Regions from separate parts of the Zea mays genome. Here region 2 is linked to region 1. Evidence: chromatin contacts called from public Hi-C data. All regions are on one chromosome and are shown on one strand. The core of a region is the stretch at or near the end of the contact, and the rest is flanking DNA. Distances in the headings are between cores, read along the strand shown.

Evidence for each region. Hi-C and Micro-C count contacts between places; a contact is called where the count stands out from the background.
Region 2: a Hi-C map of leaf mesophyll shows a contact between it and region 1, with 2.3 times the contacts expected there. The contact joins the promoter of LOC100233231 here to the promoter of LOC100382178 in region 1. A contact is called at or near these places in 6 of 25 Hi-C or Micro-C datasets (ear, endosperm, leaf and 1 more).

The regions. Positions count from the first base shown.
Region 1 is chr8:146,754,671-146,758,479 of Zm-B73-REFERENCE-NAM-5.0, forward strand. It overlaps LOC100382178 (UBP1-associated protein 2C), which reads right to left and starts at 2,451. Exons shown (of 2, transcript NM_001174938.1): 1 at 1,043-2,451. The coding sequence starts at 2,390. The coding sequence ends at 1,044. LOC103636064 (a long non-coding RNA gene) reads right to left here. Exons shown (of 4, transcript XR_002264472.2): 1 at 3,721-3,809; 2 at 3,408-3,467; 3 at 3,260-3,323; 4 at 2,901-3,188.
Region 2 is chr8:146,919,380-146,923,225 of Zm-B73-REFERENCE-NAM-5.0, forward strand. It overlaps LOC100233231, which reads right to left and starts at 2,130. Exons shown (of 20, transcript NM_001143882.1): 1 at 1,986-2,130; 2 at 1,396-1,592; 3 at 1,127-1,318; 4 at 980-1,034; 5 at 780-874; 6 at 459-648; 7 at 261-378; 8 at 33-174. The coding sequence starts at 2,130. It also overlaps the pseudogene LOC109941913.

The DNA.
Region 1 (3,809 bases), core at 1,201-3,700:
ACACACCACTAATAACAATGAATAATCCATGATAAGAATGAGTAAGGAAAGAATGCAAATGAAAAGGACTTGCAAACTAGTGAAGAAGATTCAAATGCATCAGTTGACAAAGCAACCAATATGCAACGTAAACCTAAACTAGTCATCATACCAATCTCAAATCTCAGATGTCAACAAACATCTAGCATCAAGTACATATTAGCAAGTGATATACTAAGATCAAGTAAATAGCCAAGGCAGATACACATTATCGGTCATCATCATGATAAAATCTACCAAGAATAACAAATCTTGATGATCCCAAGCAACAAGATAAGACAACAAATTAGAATCCAACAGGCACATGCGCAAGTAACAAGGGCGAATGAATAAATTTGTCACATGAACAACAAAAGAAACTCCATGGAAAATGATGGGTGTTGCCTCAGACACTGACCACCAAAGAGTTAAGCTATGCTTAGAGTACCTTCCACACTACCAAGGCAAATCCAATGATAGACCCATACACCAAAGAAAAAGTTCCAGAGCAGGAGAACACATTATGAAATAATGGCAACTACAGTATGGAATCTAAGGTCTATTACGTTGACACATTCACAGTTAACAACCTTGAAACTATGCCCAGCAATCAACTGCATTAATACTGTAATTATCTCAAGTCTTATACAAAGCATCATCAGAACTTCAGTGAAAGAATTTGACTTCAGTGACCAAGAAAACCAATAAAATCGGGATAAGTAAACACTAATCAGCCGATCACTAGTTAGTGCCACAAAGGCCTTAAATCGCTTACAAATCATTTGAACTTAATCAATGAAAATATTTGATTTCCCATCATCAAAAGCAAAGAAAAAAGAACTCTACCAACATAATTGGCAAATACATTAGTCAAGTACTCAAATTCATCCAAGAGAAGCTAAAGAAAATCATCTATCAATCAATGCATGTTCCACAACACATCCAGGTTTCAAAGCATCATACTGGAACAGTAATTAAGCTATAAATAAAATTAAGAACATATGGAAGCGGTGTAAATGATTACCTTAGAAATAAGGTGGCACGTTGGGATACATAGGAGGAGCCCTGCCACCTGGCCCAGGAGGAGACATTCCACCTTGAGGGTCGTGGCCTCGGAAACCAGAACCTGGAAGAGGGTAGTTTCCTCCTTCACCAAATGCGCCTGCAGGCAGCCCACCTGCTCCCTGTTGCATGCGGTACATGGAGCCTCCACCCATTCCAAGGCCACCATATGCCCCCATCCCAGCAGCACCAAACTGAGATGATCCCCCAAATGAGCCACCACCCAATCCCCCAGGCCCAAATCCACCAGCACCAGCCAACCCAGTGGGCACCTGGCCTCCCACCGACCCTAACCCACCTGCGCCTCCTCCACCCATGGAAGATGGCATGTTAGCATAAGGGTTTGGACCCCCAAACCCACCGCCAACGCCACCAAAACCAAACGAAGGCATACCACTCCCAGGGCCACCATACTGTGCTCCCATTTGTGAACCAAGCCCCAGGCCTCCCTGAATTTCCTGCGGACCACCCGGCAGCATCTGCTGTTGCTGTTGCTGCTGCTGGTTGCCAGGTCCAGATTGCTGTGATTGCCCCTGCTTCCCCTTCTTCCCATCTATGGCAAGCTTGCATACAAGCTGGTGGCTATCAATTACCTTCACCGAGTCCACCAGGGAGGCCTGCGCACCCTCAGGTGTCTTATATACGAAAAGTGCAAAGCCCCGGAACTTGCCCGTCTGCTTGTCAAATCCCAGCGGCCCCTCCTCAATCTCGCCGTAGGAGGCAAAGTGCGCAAGGAGACGCTCCGACGACATGTCTGCAGGGACGTTCCCAACGAAGATCTTCCGGAGCGACACATCAGCCACAGGAGCACCGCCACTGCCGGGAGCCCCAACGGACGGCCCGCCTGCCGAGCCGGCGGCGGCGAGCTGCGTGACAGTCATGCGACCGTCGATCTTCTTGGATGGCTCCTTGAGTGCGAGGACGGCGGAATCGGCGTGGCGGAAGGTGACGAAGCCGTAGCCCTTGGACCGCCCCGTGGATTTGTCAGTGATGACGACGGCCTCCTCCAGGTCACCGTAGGCGGAGAAGATGGCGCGGAGCGAGTCGGATGTGGTCTCCCACCCGAGCCCCCGAATGAAGAGCTTGCGCAGGGCCGGGTCGCGGTCGGCGGCTGCGCGCACGGCATCGAGCGCGTGCGCCGAGACGAGTGCAGCGGCGGCCGCGATGTCCGCAAGCTGGTCCCGGGAGAGCGGCTCGAGGAGGCGGAGGACGTCCTCGCGGGTGAGACCCAGCGTGGCAGCCCCACCGGCGGGAGAAGCAGTGACGGCGCCGTTGTCGTCGGGCTTGCGCTTCTTGGAAAACGGATCCATGGGGGGCGAGGGTAGGGAAGGGGAGGCTTGAAAAAAACCTAGTTAGGGTTTGGCGATGTAGCGGCCCACGGGGTTGGAACTTGGGACGAGGACGACGGGAAGCAAGAGGGATCGGCGACAGGATTTCTAAAAGTATACACATGGGCCGGGCCCAGACCAGATTTTCATAAACAAAAGACTTTTACATATGGACGTAAACTTTTCTTCTGAAAGGGCTAAACTCTTATGAAATTACTAGGTATGTACCCGTGCGTTGCGACGGCGTACAAATTATTCGATAAATTTTAGTGCACAACGATTACATAGATGAAGCGTTGTTACAGGTTTTATATATCACATAGGTAGATGGATAGTTGTTCAAACACTTATCTTTGGCTTTGCTTAGTGAGTCCTAAAATATTAATGGTTGGTATCATACATTTTTCATTTTGTAATAAGCACACAACAATACAGATGGAAAATGAAATATAAAAAGTAGACAAAATTAAGAGACAACATACAAAACAAATGCCTTAAGATCATTGTAATTCTTAACCAAAATAGTAGCACAACATGTGGTTCCATGATTCCATTAGACGAATCAGGTGCACATTCAAGAAATAAAATCAAGGGTTGTTCAGGAACAATGACTAATAGTAAATTTTGAATTACGCACAAACAAGGAACTTTTGAAACTTCTAAGATAGCATATAGAGTGGAAAAAATAAATTACACATTTGTTACACTCCTCCAGTTCCCCATTTTTATTGGAATCTTCCTCCTGCTCTAGGTCATCACATTTCACATTTGAGGCAACAACTACATGATAACAAAATCAGCATCAAACAAACAGTGTAACCAAAGAAATTGAGGAAGTGAAATCCTCTAACCTTTTGGTTTGCTGCACATTGCCCTCCTCTTTTGGGTTGTCACATTTCACATCTGAGATAGCAGCTACATAAAAAATTAGCATAAAAAACTTGTTCACAAACAATCACAGGTAGATGCAAGTTGATTTGGGAAAAGAAATCTTTTCACCTTTCGGTTCGTCTTGTTGCACCTTCTCCTTTGATGCGGCCACCACCACTTTCATCTTGGCTGCCACCACTTTCATCTTGTTATAGATACAACTAAGATTTGACTATTCAAATAGGTTTTACTTTTACAGGACACAAAAAGTCAGTACTTTAGAAAATAATATATTTGTTTGAAGCAAAGATAAATAAAAGGAAAAAATATATCGAATGAAGGTAACTCTAGCATAGAAAATGAAAGGAGAAGATATATGTCGAGATTATTTAAAGATTGACACTGCCTCAAGAAAGGTGTGAAGAGGATAGGAAAGGCCCACCTTGGTAATCAGCCATGTGGCGTGCGCCTGGTAACTGACGTGATGAATTGATGAAACTGGATGCCTCAGCCTTATTCTATCCTAGTCTG
Region 2 (3,846 bases), core at 880-3,379, 160 kb after region 1:
ATAGGAATCTAGTATAAGCTCAAAGCACTAACCATAAGAAGGCGAGCAACTTCGCATCCAAGAGTTCCAGCACCCAAGAGAAGAACTCGAACATGTGATAACCTGTCTATATTCACAGGAAAGTGGCGCCACCCCATAAGCTTTAAGTGCATCAATTGTTTTTCTTCATCCTGACTGTGCATGAAATAAACAATCAAGATAGTTTTCTACGCACTGTTGATTATATCAAAACTCGAAAGCAAAATACATATTAAAACCACCTTGCTGGATTCATTGATTGAAGATCTATTTCTTTTGGTTTCATTTCTTTTGTTCCCTTCCCTGGCTTTACTCCTTCCCATCCAATAGCATCAGGTAGAAATTCAGGGTTATCCCAACCTGTAATAACAGCCAGTGTTACAAATGGACAAATCATAAATGGAAGTGCAGACTGACATTTAAATCCACCATATTTATACCATAAGGTGATGGAAATGATGCTTCACCAATGAGGGACTGTTCTAGATCAGGGTTCCCTTTATATTCACGGTAGCAGAAAATCTGGGCTTTCTCAATCTTCCATCGGATGCTCAGAAAGGCAACATAGTTTCTAAGAACCCAGCCAGGGCAATCTGAGCGGCATCCATGGTCATAAAATCCAAATAGCAGCTGCAACAAAAAAGCAATGAATTTACTCCACACAAAGATAGACATGAAGAAGGGTAAAAAACGGATATTCTTCTAAACGATTTATCAAACTTCAGCTAGTCTAGATGACCAAATGGATGGCACAAACATACCTTTTGATAGTTCCCCTGGCAAGCTTTCCATTCCTTAAGTTGTCTTATAGAGGCAGAGGAATCTGAGGATATACTAACCAGAAAGAATGGAATAACTGCAGAGATGTTAATCCATTGCAACAATGAATTAGAAAATCAGATCAACAGAACAAACTAATGTGTCAACCATATGCACTTGCTGTTAAGCATGGTTCTCAAACCTGTTGTTTCACTAGAAGTACGCCACTTTTGCAATGATGTATACATGGATGCTGCCTGCAGGAACAAATCAACAGATTTCAGAACCAACTGAGTAAATCAAACAAGGGAACTAGTGTTGTTGAATACTAGGTGCACATGAACATGACCTCTTCTTTGGTGAGCACTTTTGAGGCAGGTTGCAGGCTGAGCAAGGTGATTCTTGAGTTGAAAACCAATGAGGGGAATGCAACATTGTAATAGACCTTCCAATTCTTCAAATCAGCAAATGATGTCACAAGGAATCTAAGTAGAACAGAAGGATCCTCTTCTACTTTACCAGACACAATGTCATGCAAGATCTGGGCCCACATACAAATCAGAACCAGACAAGTAAAAGGAAATGTGTAAAAAATAGCAAAATCCATGGCAACCATACCTTCTTTGCTTCTGCTTTCAGAAGTTGTTCTCTATCTAGGTTTTCAAATCCCCTCATGTTATTAGTGTTTATGAGGGTCCCTGGAACTGGGCAATTGTTCCTGTCGCCAACAGAACTGTGAGATGGTGGCACCAATGATCCGGACCGTAGGTTGAAGAAGCTTGCCATCGGGCGACGCTGGCGCGGAGTATAATAACCTGATATTTCAAAAGAAACTGTCTAGCTCATCCATAGATCTCTAGTCTAGCTCACTGTCTATAAAATTAAAGAAAAACACAAAAACTGAAATTCTGTGTTGGGAATTTCTTCAGATGAATCTCAACAGTTCATCTTTCGAGTAAAAAAATCATTTTAAGAGTATACACAGCAGAGCGCAAAGAGTAATTAGCAATCATGCTCTGGCGAACCCACTCAACAACCAAACAAACTTGGATCGTGAGTTCGTGACCGGCAAGCAACTGAGGCGGGTTGGGCTCTACGGAATTACGTAAGCGGGGCGCGGAAATGTATGGGATCAGCTTTCATTCCCTGCCATAAATCGCGAATTCTACCAACAAACAGCGAGGAGAGGGGGTTGTGGGCGAGCGGACCGGTGATTGGGATGGGGGAGTCGTCGGTGCCGAGGACGTCGAGCTTGTGGCGGCGGAGCGCGTCCCAGAACCCCTCCTCCACTAAGCTCTGTATACGCTGAACCATCAGCTCCCGTGGGAAGCCCATCGCACCGGCACCCGCCATACCTCTCGTCTTCCGTCTTCCCTCCGCCGGCAAGGCGAGCGGCGCTACACTTCGTTTCTAGTTTTTATTTTCTAGTTTGCCCCCCGGGTTCGGAGGAAGACTATCCTTTGGAGATTGGAAGTTGCTTTGGCGTGTATACAACTCAGAAACGTTCCGTGAAGTCGTAAAAGACCACGAAGGCAGACCGTGGGGAGATTATTTACGCTGCTAATAAATTTGATAATAAATTTCACCTATAAAAGAATCATCACTACGCCGAAGTACCAAGGGTGTGTTTGGTTTGACTTTTGGCTTTGGCTTTTGCCCTCTAAAAGCCAAAAGCCAACCAAAGGGCTGGATCTAAGAAGCAGCTTTTTTTAAAAGCCGACTTTCTCGTAGTGCAAATCTGAAAGCACCCCTGGACCTGCTTTTAGTGGCTTTTCGGATGAAACTGTGAAAACATATATCGAAGAATTTTTGACGACTTTTATTGGTTTCCACCAAACGGTTTTTAGCTGTTTAACAGTTTACAGCCTACAGCAGCTTTTTCCACAGCTCACAGCCCACAGCAACTTTTTTCACAGCCACAGCCCAACCAAACAGACTCCAAGAATACTAGAGAATTCAGAGTCAGATAGAAACGTAGGTCGACGAACACTCATATTTATACTAATATATATACTAGTACGATGCCCGTGCAATACGACGGCATTCAATCAGGCACATGTTAATTTTCAATTATTTATACTTGCATATCACACGGACGTTTGGAAGCTTTGTTTACATGTTGCTTTTAGTATAACTAAAACGAGCTAGGACTATTTAAGTAAAACTTATTAGGATAACGAGGTGCAAAAAAATCTAAATCTTTGTTTCTTATCGTAAGCTCTGAAATGTTGTAAGGCTACATCGTTTTGAACAAAATTTAAGTTAAATTTATAAAACTTTTAACGCAAATAACTATTTTGTTATTTAGTTTTCAACTCTAGGAGCCATTTGCACCAATTTGTCTTTAAAATAATTTTACAAAAGTATAAATAAACTAAGATTTCTTTTTTGAAAAATTTATAAAAAGTGTGAAGTCTATATTTTGAATATTGTGTCGTTGTTCTAAACGACTTATAACATAGACATGGGGTGAGCAATTGATTAGGCTATGATTGGGTGTCGAACTTTCCATTATTAACCAATGGTGTTGTTGTCAACATTCGTTGAACAACCATTTTTATGTCGAGGACTCGAGCGGTGGGAGCTGTTGGTGGGCGTCAACCAATATGAAAAGGGCACTCCTCAAATACGAAAACGATGCCAAATCCTCATATAGCCAAATAGGAATAACAACCGTGCAAAGAGAGACCGGCAGAGGAGGTGAAATTTCCCCGCTTCCTCGTTTCACGAAATGGAAGCCTGGCGTCCCCGATTTACTTAGCCACACGAGTTAAAACGCCGCGAGGAGCACGAAAACACGCCCCGCCGCTAATCCTATCTCGTGTTTCTCTTGTAACACTCCGTTCAATCCCTGGACCGGCGGTACTTACTCCTGACAGCTCTCTAAGATCATATAACATCCTCATAGACCAACACAAGTCTTTTGTGCGCACTTTGTCCCCACTCATACGCACCCGAGAAAACTTCCCGGACGGTCACCCAACTCAAATTGCTCCAAGCCAAGCACGCTTAACTTGGAGGTTCTTTCGAGATAGTCTTCCAAAAAAGAAGATGCACCTTGTTGATATG